Linked DNA regions of Mus musculus: region 1 is linked to region 2. Evidence: chromatin contacts called from public Hi-C data. All regions are on one chromosome and are shown on one strand. The core of a region is the stretch at or near the end of the contact, and the rest is flanking DNA. Distances in the headings are between cores, read along the strand shown. Region 1 overlaps Gm46770 (a long non-coding RNA gene). Region 2 overlaps Gm39957 (a long non-coding RNA gene).

The links. A called contact is a pair of places that touch in the nucleus more often than the background predicts.
Region 1: a Hi-C map of pre-B cells shows a contact between it and region 2, with 2.8 times the contacts expected there. The contact joins two enhancer-like sites. A contact is called at or near these places in 11 of 484 Hi-C or Micro-C datasets (bone marrow-derived macrophages, embryonic stem cells, morula and 1 more) and 3 of 115 datasets of contacts at active chromatin or transcription factors (the 230-238 cell line, acute myeloid leukemia and large pre-B cells).

The regions. Positions count from the first base shown.
Region 1 is chr2:148,554,522-148,561,406 of GRCm38.p6, reverse strand. All of the region lies in intron 1 of Gm46770 (a long non-coding RNA gene), which reads left to right. Among named protein-coding and RNA genes, the nearest start is that of Gm46770, 4.2 kb to the left of the region's middle. Within about 2 kb of position 2,841, at least 3 of the 459 cell types and tissues checked have an H3K27ac peak or open chromatin away from gene starts, as enhancers often do. A contact at or near this core is called in pre-B cells, where this site is marked.
Region 2 is chr2:148,374,299-148,380,453 of GRCm38.p6, reverse strand. Gm39957 (a long non-coding RNA gene) reads left to right here. Exons shown (of 3, transcript XR_866841.1): 3 at 3,299-4,124. Among named protein-coding and RNA genes, the nearest start is that of Gm39957, 15 kb to the left of the region's middle. Within about 2 kb of position 4,478, at least 37 of the 459 cell types and tissues checked have an H3K27ac peak or open chromatin away from gene starts, as enhancers often do. A contact at or near this core is called in pre-B cells, where this site is marked.

The DNA of each region.
Region 1 (6,885 bases), core at 1,592-4,091, 180 kb before region 2:
AAGTTTGACCTCAAAGATCATGCTAGCTAAGAACATGATGACAAAAAGTCACATTTCCAACAGTTTCTTCATCAGTTGGGGCAGTGACCATTAAGACTTACCTCTATTCATTTCCTACCCATTCCTGAAGGATGCTCACTTTCTCCAGGATATCTGGTAAGTTTTAAGCCCCCCCCCCCATTTATGTTTGTCAGTCTGCCAAGTCCCATCACATGTCATGCTTCCTGCTGGGTCCCTGCTGCCTACTAGGAATCAATGCTTCAGCTCCAGGATTCTTGTGGCATCTTCTGGCTCAGCCCAGCCTACCATGCCCTTGGTTTCCATTGGATGTCATTCTCTCTTCTTCTAGCTGTCCCCTCCCACCCTCTTCACCTCCAGAAGGGACCTCCTGCCTCCCCATTTTGTTTACACTGGGAGGCTAGGCCTCAGACTGTTTTCTTCATCCTTATGACTTAAATGAGTCTGCTTATTGTGTAGCTGTTATGTGTCCCCACCAAAGTTCAAACTGAAAACTGGCCATCAGTATAACAGTAGAGAGGTGGTGGGACCTTAAGACAGTGATTAGGTTATGGTGATCTACCATTTTGAAGGGATTTGGGCTGTTCTTCCTTTTAGGACTAGGGAGCTGGGCAGATTCTAGAGGAAGTGCATGAGGTCTTACTCGTGAGACCTGATTATTCACCAAGACAGAAGCTTGTCAACAAAGCCATGAGCTTCTCTTGTGTGCTCTCTCTTCCACACTTTTTTATGTCCTTCTGCTTTTCTGCTATTCTATGATACAGTGTGAGGCCTTTGCTAAGTAAAGCTGTCCAGTCTTGGAATTCCAGCTGCACAGTATTATCTAAACAAATCTCCTTCTTTAATAAATCACACACTCTCAAATAGTCTGCTATAGAAACAACAGACCAAGACAGTGCCTTTTCCAACAGTGGAAAAGTATCTCCTCTCTGTTGATATAAATGAGGCTCGGACACAGGTTCCTGGAGGTGCAGTGGGGAGGGGGGCAACAACCAAGCCTACACCAGTGTAGAATCCTGATGTATGGAGAACACTTGCCTCATATGGGGTCTGTGGCTTAGGTTACTGGATTCATACAACCCAAATGTTCTGACCAAAGGAAGGCCGCTTCAGCCACAAGTACACCTGACTCTTTAGACAACTCACATGGCTACAGTGCAAGGCAGAGGCCCTTCACCATTTATTCATAATAGGTTTTAGTGGTCTCTGCCACAGGGTGGTTGTGCCAGAGTCCAAATCCCCTATCCTCAAGTTGGTCCGTAGTGGCAATATTTTGAACACTGGAAGTTTGACAGGCCATATACCCTGTTGTATTCATGATAGCTGAGCACCAGTCCTCCCTAGCCTGGTACCATCACCCCATGTTTATTGAGCTGCAGGGGGAATAAGACATAGCTGACTGGATTGCATGTTTGGTCCTTTTTTTCACTGGGCCTAGTGTTGAGGCATTAATTCCAATGTGCTTTATATTTTAAAAATGATTCTGCTCAATTTTTCAGTGAACCTAAACTTGCTTTGCAAAAGAAAGTCTATAGAAATTAAAGTAAGCAGATTTGACATAGATTATGAATTAAAAAGAAATGAACAGATCATTGTTGTGTTTCCCTGCAGTCCAGTTGGGAGCTACATGGCTGCAGGTTTCTTGCCAACAAATACAAACAAAGTAAAATATTAATCTGTTCATCAGTAGCCATGCAATCAGGGGCTTACTTCGACCTTGGGGCTGAGTCCTGGGACTGCAGAAATAGTGTATATTCACAAGAACAAACATCTTCCCATGGGTTTCTGAGTTAATTGCAGAGTGACCTGGAATCACATGGCTCCTGTCCTTTGGACTCTGCACTGTCAAAGTTATTAAAGTTCTTGGCTGAAAAGAAGAAGTGGAAAAGGTGCTTCGTGCATTCCAGAAGCTTTGCGAGGAACCTCAGACCTCTCTCTTCTATTCTTATGCCCGTGGATGTTACTAGAGTGGTTATAGAATCCAAGCCTGGACTCTATCAGTCCCAACAAGCTAGGGCTGGCCACCTTACTCCAATATACCAATCAAAGAGATATATAATGCACCCATTTACTCCTTGGCACTTCATGACAAAATTGTGCTCTGGATTGTCTTGTGTCATATGAAGGTTGAACTTTATTCTTTTGCATTTGAACATACAGGTGTCCTAATACCATTGTTGAGATGTCTGTCTCTAATCACATCAAATGGTCTTGTCACCTCAGAAGTCCAGAGTCTCTTCCCTTGCATCTCTATCCCACTTGTCAGAATGTTCAATGGTTCAGATGCAAGAGGGTCTCACTAAGACTCAGGTTTTCTTGGCAGGGATCCCAGGTCAGTGCTGAACTTTCTGTCTGGCCTCAATCAAGGCTTTGGGGGAGATTTTGCTTCTTCATATGAACATTGATACACTTGAATCAAAGCAGTGAGTTTTCAGATGAAATGTTCTCAATGTGTGGAAATGACCTGCTTGCATGGGCATTCCAGGAGAATATTCTGGGGTTCTCTGTTCCTAATTCTCTGACTTTCTTGCCTCCTATACCATCCATTCAGGCACATTTCACTCTCTAGGGCTCCATGGAAATGTCTCATCTCCTGGTATGCCAGTTTCTGTTGACCTTGACATTTACTGACATTTTATTTCTTCCTCTGTAAAAGCAAAAAGGACTAGATTCTGTTGTCTCCAAAGATTAGCTGGTGCCTGTCATTCAGCACTAAAATATAACACTGAGTGGTTGCTTCATTTTAGGAGGCAATGAGGCTGTGCAGTTTCCTCTATGAGAGGACAGGTGTGGGTGATCCATTCACCATGGTTTCTGAGCATTGCACTGCCTCCTACTGGCATTAAGAGGTATTGTTTTTCATGTGGCAATGTAAGAGGGTACCCTGGGTGATATAATGGCCTCTCATAGGGTGATCCAGCTACATGCTTGGGATCACACCTCTTTTAAGATATCATTTTCCTAGAAAAGACTGTTTTTACTCATAAGATAGACTGATGGGCTGAATTTTGGGCAAATGGGACAATTTTAGCCTAAAAACAAGCAACAAACAACAAAGCAAATTAATTAACAGAAGCACACATAAATAATGGTTTTCCAGATAGCAGATAAGTTGAGGGAGATAGTGTATGACTTTAATCTCTTTGCTGTGTGTATGGATCTTTGTGTACTTGAGGCCAGTCTGGTCTACATAGCAAATTTCAAGCCAGTTAGGGCCATGACATCCTATCTTAAGAAAAAGAGAGGGGGGGAGAGAGGGGAGAGAGGAAGGGGGAGAGAGAGGGGAGAGAGAGGGGAGAGAGAGGGGAGAGGGAGGAGGGGAGAGGGAAGAGGAAGGAGGGGGGAGGAGGGAGGAGGGAGGAGGGAGGAGGGAGGAGGGAGGAGGGAGAGAGAGAGAATAGATATAGCAGAGAGCCGGCAAGGGAGGATAAGAAAGCCCGAGGGACAGGAAAGAAATGACCATGATGCTTCTGCCTTGAGAGTTTCCAGGTCACAGAACAAGGGGAAGGGAGTCCTGACTAGAGCTTCCTTGAGCCTCCAAATTAAATGATTGAACTGAGAGTTCAAGGAAAGCCAGATGGCTAAAATGTATAGGGCAGAACTCCCAAAAGAAGAAATCTGCATAGATAGAGAAAGCACTTCCAAAGATATGCACAGGGTCTCCTTAATATCCAGAGTTTCTTCTGAGTTTATACATTAGGAAAAAAATGCCAAAGACTCAGGAAAGAAGCCCCTGAAAGGACATGAATGAACGGGGCTATGGGTCTGCCTAGAGTAAAGATTCATCCCTACAGGGTTAGACCTCTTTGTTGAATTAGTAAATGTTTTGGGGGAAATATTTACCCATGTCCTTTGTTTCTGCTGCTTGGCTATAGTAATTTATATATTTCCCTCTCCTCTTGTGTATACAGATATCTTAAGATTGTGTTCAGGCCTCCACATGCACCAATGTGCATGGACTTACTCTACACACTAACACACACACTCAAAGACATATACATAAATACACACAAAAAGAGAAATTGAGAACAAATAATGGAAAAGTCTCCATTCTTGGGTCAAAAGAAAACCTTCTATTCATGAATGGGTGTTAATATTAAGATGTCAATTCCTCCCAATGTAATAGATTTAACTCAATATCTATAAGTATAGCAATGACATTTTTATTATAGAAGTTACAGAATTCCATTCAAACCTTCATATTCACTTCTATGGATTCCAAGTAGCCAGAAGAATCTTGAAAAAGAGAAACAAGGTTGGAAATCTTCCTGCTTCAAAACTTACCATAAAGTTATAGTAATCAAAATAGTGCGGGGATAGTGTGAAGACAAAGATAAAGATGAATAGAATCAAGACTTTCAGGTTTAAGCCTTTTCATGTGTGGCCCACTGATTTTCAAAAATGGTACCATGACCATTTGATGCGATTACAGACAGACCTCCCCAAAAGGGTCTTAGGGAGCCTGTATGTTCAAATGCCAAAGAATGCAGTTCAGCTCTCACACGATACCATATACAAAGTTAATTCAGAATGGATCAGACACCTAAGTGTAAGAGCTAAAACTATATGAAAACGTAGGAGGAGACTAATCAAATGTGACTATAATCAACTGTACATTAAAACAAAGTACAAGGCAATAAAATAAAATGTGCATAAGCTAAAGGTGACCCAAACTTAAAACTTTTCAGGCATCAAAAACAATATGAAGAAAGTGAAAAGTAACCCATTAATTGGAAGAAAATATTTGCAAGCCATGTATTTGAGAGGTACCTTTAATTTTTGAAAAATTAGATTTATTAATTTTATTTTATGTGTGAGTGTTTTCCTGCATGTATGTATGTGCACCACATGTGTTTAATGCGCATGAGGGACAGAAGAGTCATTGCATTCCCTGGTGCCATGTGGATGCAGGGAGTCGATCCTGTGTGGGTCCTCTGCAGAAACAACAAGTGCTCAAAACCACTGAGCCATCTCTCCAGGTCTCCCTTGCTTTGTGAGACAGGGTGTCTCATTGGTTTGTGCTTACCAACTCACTAGGTTGGCTAGACAAGTCCTAGGCATCCCCTCACCCCCGACACAGTCCTGGGATCATAAACACCTTCTAGCATGGCTGGCTTTTATACATGGGTACCAGGCATAGAACTCAGGTCCTCGGGCTTATGCAACAAACACTTATTGACTAAGATATCTCCATAGCCCCATTAAAATATATCTTTTATTGATATTTTACAGCTTTCAATACAAATGTCTTTCACTCTTTTTGATATGTTTATTTTTAATGAGGTTTTTTTTTCTTGGTACTTTTATAAATGGTATTGTTCTCTAAATTACCTTTTCATATTACTCATTATAAATGGATAGAAATACAACTAATTTTTCAATGTTGATTTTTCCACTGGGGCATTTTCTTAGAACTATATGTAGACTTAGGCAGCTAAACTGAATAGAATTATTTAAAATACATTGTGGTCCAACCTTTAGACATAGCTTGATATCATATATTAAATACATGCCCATGGAACAGAGCATTTCTTTCAAACACAGTTTTAATAGCAGTTTAGTATGTTGTTACAGGAGGTTCTTTTCCCTTATCATTAGATATAGTTCCAAATTCTAAACTTGTATAATTATAAATAAAACAGTGATATGCCGTTATTGGGCATACATATTTATGTTGAACTATCTCTTTTCTTAGATTAAATTCTAAGAATTAGAAGGTTAGGGTACAGTGTATTACAGGCCCCTTCCCATTGGCCCTTAAGAAAGATAGCCAGATTCAGTTCTACATGAAACTGGCCATGAACTGTTCAGCTCAGGAGCTCGGGGGGCCATTCTTCATACCATTTGAATGCTCAACAGTTAATGTTTTGTGCTGTTTCACAAGATGGAGGTAATGTGCCCCCAAGAGGAGATGCAAGAGAAACAGAACAGTACTTACAACTCATACACAGACCTGGAAAGAGGTTGTCACATTCTGTATAGGATGGCAGGGGGAATTACTACGTTTTGGTCAGGTGGCTAAAGATGGGAATGAGGAGAGAGCTGACAGATCCACAGTTTTTACTTTGGTTTCCATGGAAAAGGAAAGAGAGGGCAGTATCAGCAATTTATGGTAGGTCTGTTGCCTACTTTGGGGTGGGGGTTGTTGTTTGAGCACAGTGATTGTCTTGAGCTGTCTTCCATTGGCACCAGAATGCTTAAAACAGAAAATAATAGAATTCTCAGAGGTGAAGGAAGGTAGAATGGGCTCAAGCCAGTTAGAAAGGGATGGTCCTTGATTAAGTGGTTTGCATGTCAAAAATATTCTCTGGGTCACTCCAGTTCACTCTTACAGCTGAACTGAAAATAGAAGAGTCTAGCTGCCCCGCCCCTCAAGGGCTGAAAGTTCCATCACTGGTGACTCCTTCTGCAGATCTGGCTCACCTTGAGCTTATGGAGTAGGAGCTTGTAGCATTTGAGCTGTCATCAAAATTTCTGGAGCAGTTAAGAGGAAAGCACTCCTTCCCCATGATCACCCTAGCTCTAGATCTGTAACTGCAGTCTCCTGCTGGTCAGAGGTTCTGCATTCCCTGGTCTTAGGGTCTTTGAGGAGCAACGATGGAGGAGGAGGGTGCAAGACTGTATGGTGTGTTGGACTTGTCCCGGAGATACTTCTTTGCCCAGATTGTCATTTCAACAGCTTCTTCCATTAGTCTAATGGCTTAGAAAATGCTCTATGGTGTCAGCAGACCTTCTTTGTATGGTGGCATGACAAGATGGACAATATCAGTCAGCATATCTTAGGAAACCTCTGTCAGAGATATTAGACTCTGTTACTGTCCTACTGGCATAAGGACAGAATCAGGCTTGTGGGATCAAACATCAGAG
Region 2 (6,155 bases), core at 3,229-5,728:
AGTCTGTTTCTTACAGAACAATTACACTTTCTCCTTTGATGCCATGGGTAAAGCAGTGGGATGCTGGGGAGGCACCAAGTTCCCTTCCTTTCTGGCTCCTGTCCTGCCAAGAGTTTGCACTTCATCATGAAGATAGCTATCTTTTCTCAGCTTCTTGGTATTGTTACTGGGTATAGATCTGGATAATACTTTGTAGACACCAAGTACTTGATAATGGGTGTTATTCTAATGATCTTCCTCTTCTATGGCTGTAGTTGCTAAAATGACATGTACAGATTGTGCAGAGCCAAATACAATGAAACAATTCTGAACATACAGACTGGGCAGTGTCCTGAAATCTCTGGGTGAATCCAGAGGGCTTCCGAGGACATCAGATGGGCAGATCACTGCTAGGGCTTTCTTCCAAACAATATGTAGTGAGCCAGAGGAAATGCCTTCAGAAGAGCTTGCTGTTCAGCTACAACACCCTGTTCTGTTTTAAAGGGCAATGGGAGGCTCTCCACTGTCACACCTTGAAGCCAGGGGGAAACCTGGGTAGACTTTCACCTTTGCTCATTTCTAGGATTTTTGGTTTTGCTTTGTTTTGTCTTTATCATCAGTTTTGAAATTTGCCCTCTAATCAACAGACTTCCAACATACTATTCATAACACCTGCCAAGTCAAGATGGTCACAGTTCCTCAAGTTGTTTCCTAGGAACTTGTAAGTTGCCAAAACTTCATCCCATTCATATGGGACTTATAGACATGGATATTATGACCTGTGAGGTCAGAGGGCTCAAACGTCACCCTCAGAGCATCCTGTATCTCCTCACCATCTCATTAAAAGCCATGCAGCTTGACTATGCATTCAAGGGCCATAATGACATCACTTCCCCTTATTTTTCAAGCCTCATTCCACCCTGTGTGGTTCCTTTACAAATCACCCTAAACCCTATCCTCAGGAAGGTGAAATTGGGACTTAGGATTTTGCCTCATCATGCTTGGCTGCCTTGTAAATAAACTCTTATTGGGAAACTTTGACAACTGGAAAAACAGGCCTCCTTTGGTAACTATTAGACATTTTTGAGTGACCTATTCTGATGCCATTTGTGCTCCCGAGGATCCCAGGGTCACATTGAAACTACTCTTCTATTAAGTGTCTTCTTCCTGTCTAGTGCTCTATTATTGTCACTCCTCTTCCCTTCTGCTGTCCTGTAGTTCTAGATGAACCAGAGTCCTCCTAGCCAACTTTTAGTCAACCTAGCCTCAAGGCTTCCCTTAGACAGACAGGACTCACAAGCATAGCCTCCTTCCAGGGGTGGTAGCAGCCCAGAGTGCCAGGACAGGGACAAACAGAGAGTGTATTAGCATTCATAGGCCACAGAGGCTTCCAGTGGACCTATACACCATATCAGGTTTACATTTCACAATATACAATGACTAAGGCTTTAGGAAATGCATGCAAGTCTCTCGTTTTCCAGAGGGTAATCACCCTCTACCCACAGGACATACTAAAACTGAAGAGTCACTTATTTGTCTAATGTTAAAGTTCAACTGGGAATCCTGAACTTAGATGAGGTAATCTAAGACTCTGTTGAGTCAGATTTGACTTGGTTGATTGGAAGCTTGGGAAAGCATCCTTCATTTCCCCTTCCCTTCTTCATCCTTTGGAAGGCTACCTCTAGCATTTCAAATTCCACAGAGAAGCCATGCCCAAGCAGTGAAGAAGGTGAAGAAGATGACAACTTTAGATTTTCAGAGCCCAGAACCTCTAATTGTCTTTGTAATGACCTTCCTTTGACTTTAGTTATGTCAACTAACACAAATCACCTACCTTACCATTAGTGTATATCTAGCGCCTGTACCTTGCTTGGGACAGAGAAAAAGAAAGGAGACATTCACTGAGTGAGAATCCCTGGGTAGTTTTCCTCTTTTCCTCCCTATAAGAGCCCTTTGCTACAGTGAGCCTTCTGAATGTGGTCTGTGAAGACATTCTCCCTGTCCCTCTTTTGAATATTGCGGGCCCTTGAACAAACCCATGTCCTACCTAACAACTCTCATTTTCCAAATATTAGCCTTTTAGGTCTTAATTTGTGTAACAGAGGCAATAGTAGGAGCAGCAGTAGGCATGACAAGAGCACTGCAGTAGAGGTAGTGCATAGCAGCCACAGCAGAATAATTGTGCTAATAGCAGCATCCAATCTAGTGACAGTGACATCTACAGTAAGAGAGCAGTAGGAAGAAGTAGCATCAGAAGTATGTATAGCATTAGAGGCAGTGCTGATACAATGAGAGGCTAACACATGGCCTCCATGGCTTCTACATCAGATAGTGTTCTAAATAGACTCCAATTGTAACTTAGTTAATTGCCCAACGCCTTCTTCCTGCAGTGGTGGGTGTTATTATAATCCTCATCTTCCAGGCAAGGAAACACAGGCACTCAGCAGTGAAGTGATTCTTTCAAGACCATACAGTTGAACAGTGTGATGGACTTGGAACTCAGAAAACTGGGGTTCGTAGTTTCAACCACTACACTAGTTACACATTATGCAGCAATCTCCCAGAAAACTTGGATTATGTGATTTTCCAAAAAAGTAGAATCATTTCTTGACCAAAGCTAGGAGGCTTCAGGAACTTCCCCAGTATGGCTGTTCCCCAACCCTGGTCCTGGCTTTCTTTTCCTTGCCTGGTGAAATTGACATGTAAGCCTGTTAGGGACTCCTGTACAGCCAATGCTCCTGTCTGCCCCTGTGCTGGGCTCCAAGTTGAAGAAAGGGGCTCACTCTGACCAGGGAGATAGAGGAGGCCTCTGTGCCCTGCTGTGAGTTAGCAGCTTGCTAGTCAAGGGGGGTTGTTTTGTTCTAGGTGCTCTGTGGAGTGTTCTGTCCCACTATGATACAAACCTTAAAACCGTGGGTTGTCCGGTCATTCAGCACTGCCATGAATTCTTTGCTTTCCAGTTAAATTGAAGAGTAGGAGCCTCAGCAACATGGTCCAAGAGGTCTTTGGTCCTCTCTGAGCACCAGCCTTTTGTTTGCAGCTCTCTGATGCACAGAACAGGCTTACAATGGCTGTCTCAAGACCACACTAGGGTAATGATTCCAGCTGAGAATTGTGCCCCAGCCTAAAAAAATGTATGGAACTGGCCTAGGTATGATTTTAGGATGAAACATTTACCAGCTATTGCTTTAACCTTGCATCCATAACTTGTCCTTTCGGAGTTATGCTTCATCTTCGGGAAAATGTGGGGAGATAGGGAAGGCCTGGCCTGTGCCATCAGAAGGATAAAACTCCATGTCATGATTTGCTTTCTCCCTAGGTTGAAAAACCAGATGCCAAAGTTCAGAGTGACTGAAAGGTACAATCTGAGAAGACATTTTGGAAAACGGGGTCCTGGTTCTGTGTGTAAGCCTTGCTACCTCTCTGCCAGATCTCGGAGCTGCACACAGTTGTGAGGGTGGCAAGCATCCCCAGATCACTATCATTTTAAAACAAAGAACATTAGCACTCTTCAAAGACTGTGATTGACTTCTCCCCTGCTCTGGACACAGTAGCAAATTCTCAATACACAGAGAACAAGGAAAATGACATCTGAGAGCACAATGCCAGTTCCTGCACTGGAATTACAGTTGTGGATGCTGAAGTCTTACTGAGACTATACTCCACATTGTAAAGGAAAATATGCTCATAGTTTAAAATGCAGAATTTCTAGTGGAGAAATAAAAAATATATATATAAGAGATAGAATTTTTAGCAATAATACAATGTCTGGAACAAAGTACTTAGTATAATGGGAGGCACTCAGAAAATCAGGCAGATAGTAAAGCAATATAGGATAAAACAGACATTCAATTTTATCTAGACTGAACTCTAGCAGCTGAGCACACACAAATAAAAGCCATTCGGATGTCTGTGGTTATGAAGGTTTTTTGTTTGTTTGTTTGTTTGTTTTGGTGAGGCTGAATTCTCCTCACATTACTTTTGGAAGAACACTTAGCAGTTGACCATATCTTTCTTTGGGTAAAGCCAGTAGCTTGATGGGGTATGGGGATAGTGGAGATAAAAGGCTGTCCATTAACTCAATGTACTGAGAGAGAGAGAGAGAGAGAGAGAGAGAGAGAGAGAGAGAGAGAGAGACAGAGACAGAGACAGAGAGACAGAGACAGAGACAGAGAGACAGACAGAGACATAGAGACATAGAGAGAGAGAGAGAGAGAGAGAAAGAGAGAGAGAAAGAGAGAGAAAGAGAGAGAGAGAGAGAGAGAGAGAGAGAGAGAGAGAGAGAGAGAGAGAGAGAGAGAGAGAGAGAGAAAGAAATGTGAACTGAAATCCCGGCACACTTACAGATTTTATTTTTCAGCACCAGATTTCAGACCCCAACCAAGGTATCAGATCCTGAATGCTAGGCACATGCTCTGCTGCTGAGTAAAGTCCCCAGCTCCCATGGCAGCGATTTAACCGAAGAGGTGTTCCAGCGAGGAACATGGCCTGTGAAGTATCACTTCCTCTTCTGCCGGTGAGACTGAAACAGGAGACTTGGCTGGATAGTTCATCCAATTGGACTGGTTGCCCCCTGGCTTTTGTGATGTCCGTTCAGGGTCTCATAGTGCCTCTGTTGTACCAGTGTGGTCGGTGGCTTGGGCGGTTTCTCTTTCAGAAGCTATTTTTAGCAGGTTTGGAGTTGTTTTGGTGGCTACATGTGTGAGGCCTGGATAGAGAGCCCAAGGGCAACATCTAGGGTTCATTATAGGATGAACTGTCAGATAAACTGCTGAGGACAGGCTCCAGTCTGGGTAACAGAGCCTCACATTTAGACTGACTTTGGGTTCTGAAGCAACCAAGCACAGGCATCTCAGTAGACACTGTCTGTCTTTGCTCTTCCCAGATTTGGCAACACTGTTGTCTTCATGGAGCCCCTACCTCAACAGCTCTGGCCATGATAACGTGCTGCCCCCTGGTGGTCTGTGGGCAAGGACCCATGAAGGGTACCTTCTCAAAGTTGTCTGTTGCTGGTGAAAGAACTTGCCTTAACTCCAGATAACTTAAAACTGAAGACTGAAAACAAGATATTTGTTATTTGTCTCTCTATTGGGCCAAGAATCTGTGGGGCCTCTCAAGGCTCTGTTACCTGGACCCGCACAACCTTGTTCACTGCGTTGTCTTTTGGAACCTTTGATCACTGTATCCTAAGCTCCCCAAACAATTGAGTGATATCCTAGCCAAGCTAAGCCAGCCCTCTCCCACCACAGGACCTTTGCATATATTACACCACATACTTCATTTTCTTAAGCTTACACCTACACGCTACTTCCAACTGCCATTTCCTGTTGCTGTACAAGCAACCACTTAATCGAAAAGCTTTGTCACCTCTCAGCTGAGGCTAGACCTACCTTCTGCTCCTTGAGTTAAGATGACTCAACACGGCATGTTTGCGTACTTACAGACCTTGACTCTTACAGCAGGAAGCTTGGTGGTCATTGTTCTGTCCACCAGTGTGAGCATAAAGTAGTCAATCATCAAATGAGTGTTAGAGAGGAGAACAGCTCCAAGCTTTTAATGTGACCGTGGGTGTCTTAGTTTCTCAGGTTCTCTAAGAGACCTGCTAGAAAGAAGTTTGTGGTGCAGAGGTGTAATGAGGGCAATGTGAATGGCAGCCAACTGAGTCATTTTACAGTTTTGAGCAAGATATTATACGTTTAATAAATTCAGATTTTCTTACTGGGCTTCGGAGTATGGACCTGAAATCCCAGCTACTGGTTGGGGTAGAAGGATCATAAGTTTGGATTGATTGTGATACCAAGTTCAAGACCAACCTGGACAGAATGAGAATTTCTTGTCCCTAAGTAAAAAAGTAATTTAAACAAAAAGACGGAGGATATAGGTCAATGGTAAAGAAGCTTCCTAACAGGTTCCAGAGTTAATCCCTACGTTCAAATAAATCCAGATTTTCCTTCTGAACTATTTTCTTAGTAGCCTCATATTTGAATTCATTGCCTGGAACTCTCTACTGAGCACGTGTAGAACCACATCAATAGTACCATCGTTAAGACAAAGAGAAAGGTGGATTGGGTACCAGCTGAGCCATACACACACACATACACACACACACACACACACACACACACACACACACACACACACACACACACATAAAATACAAAAGTAAAAGCATCAGG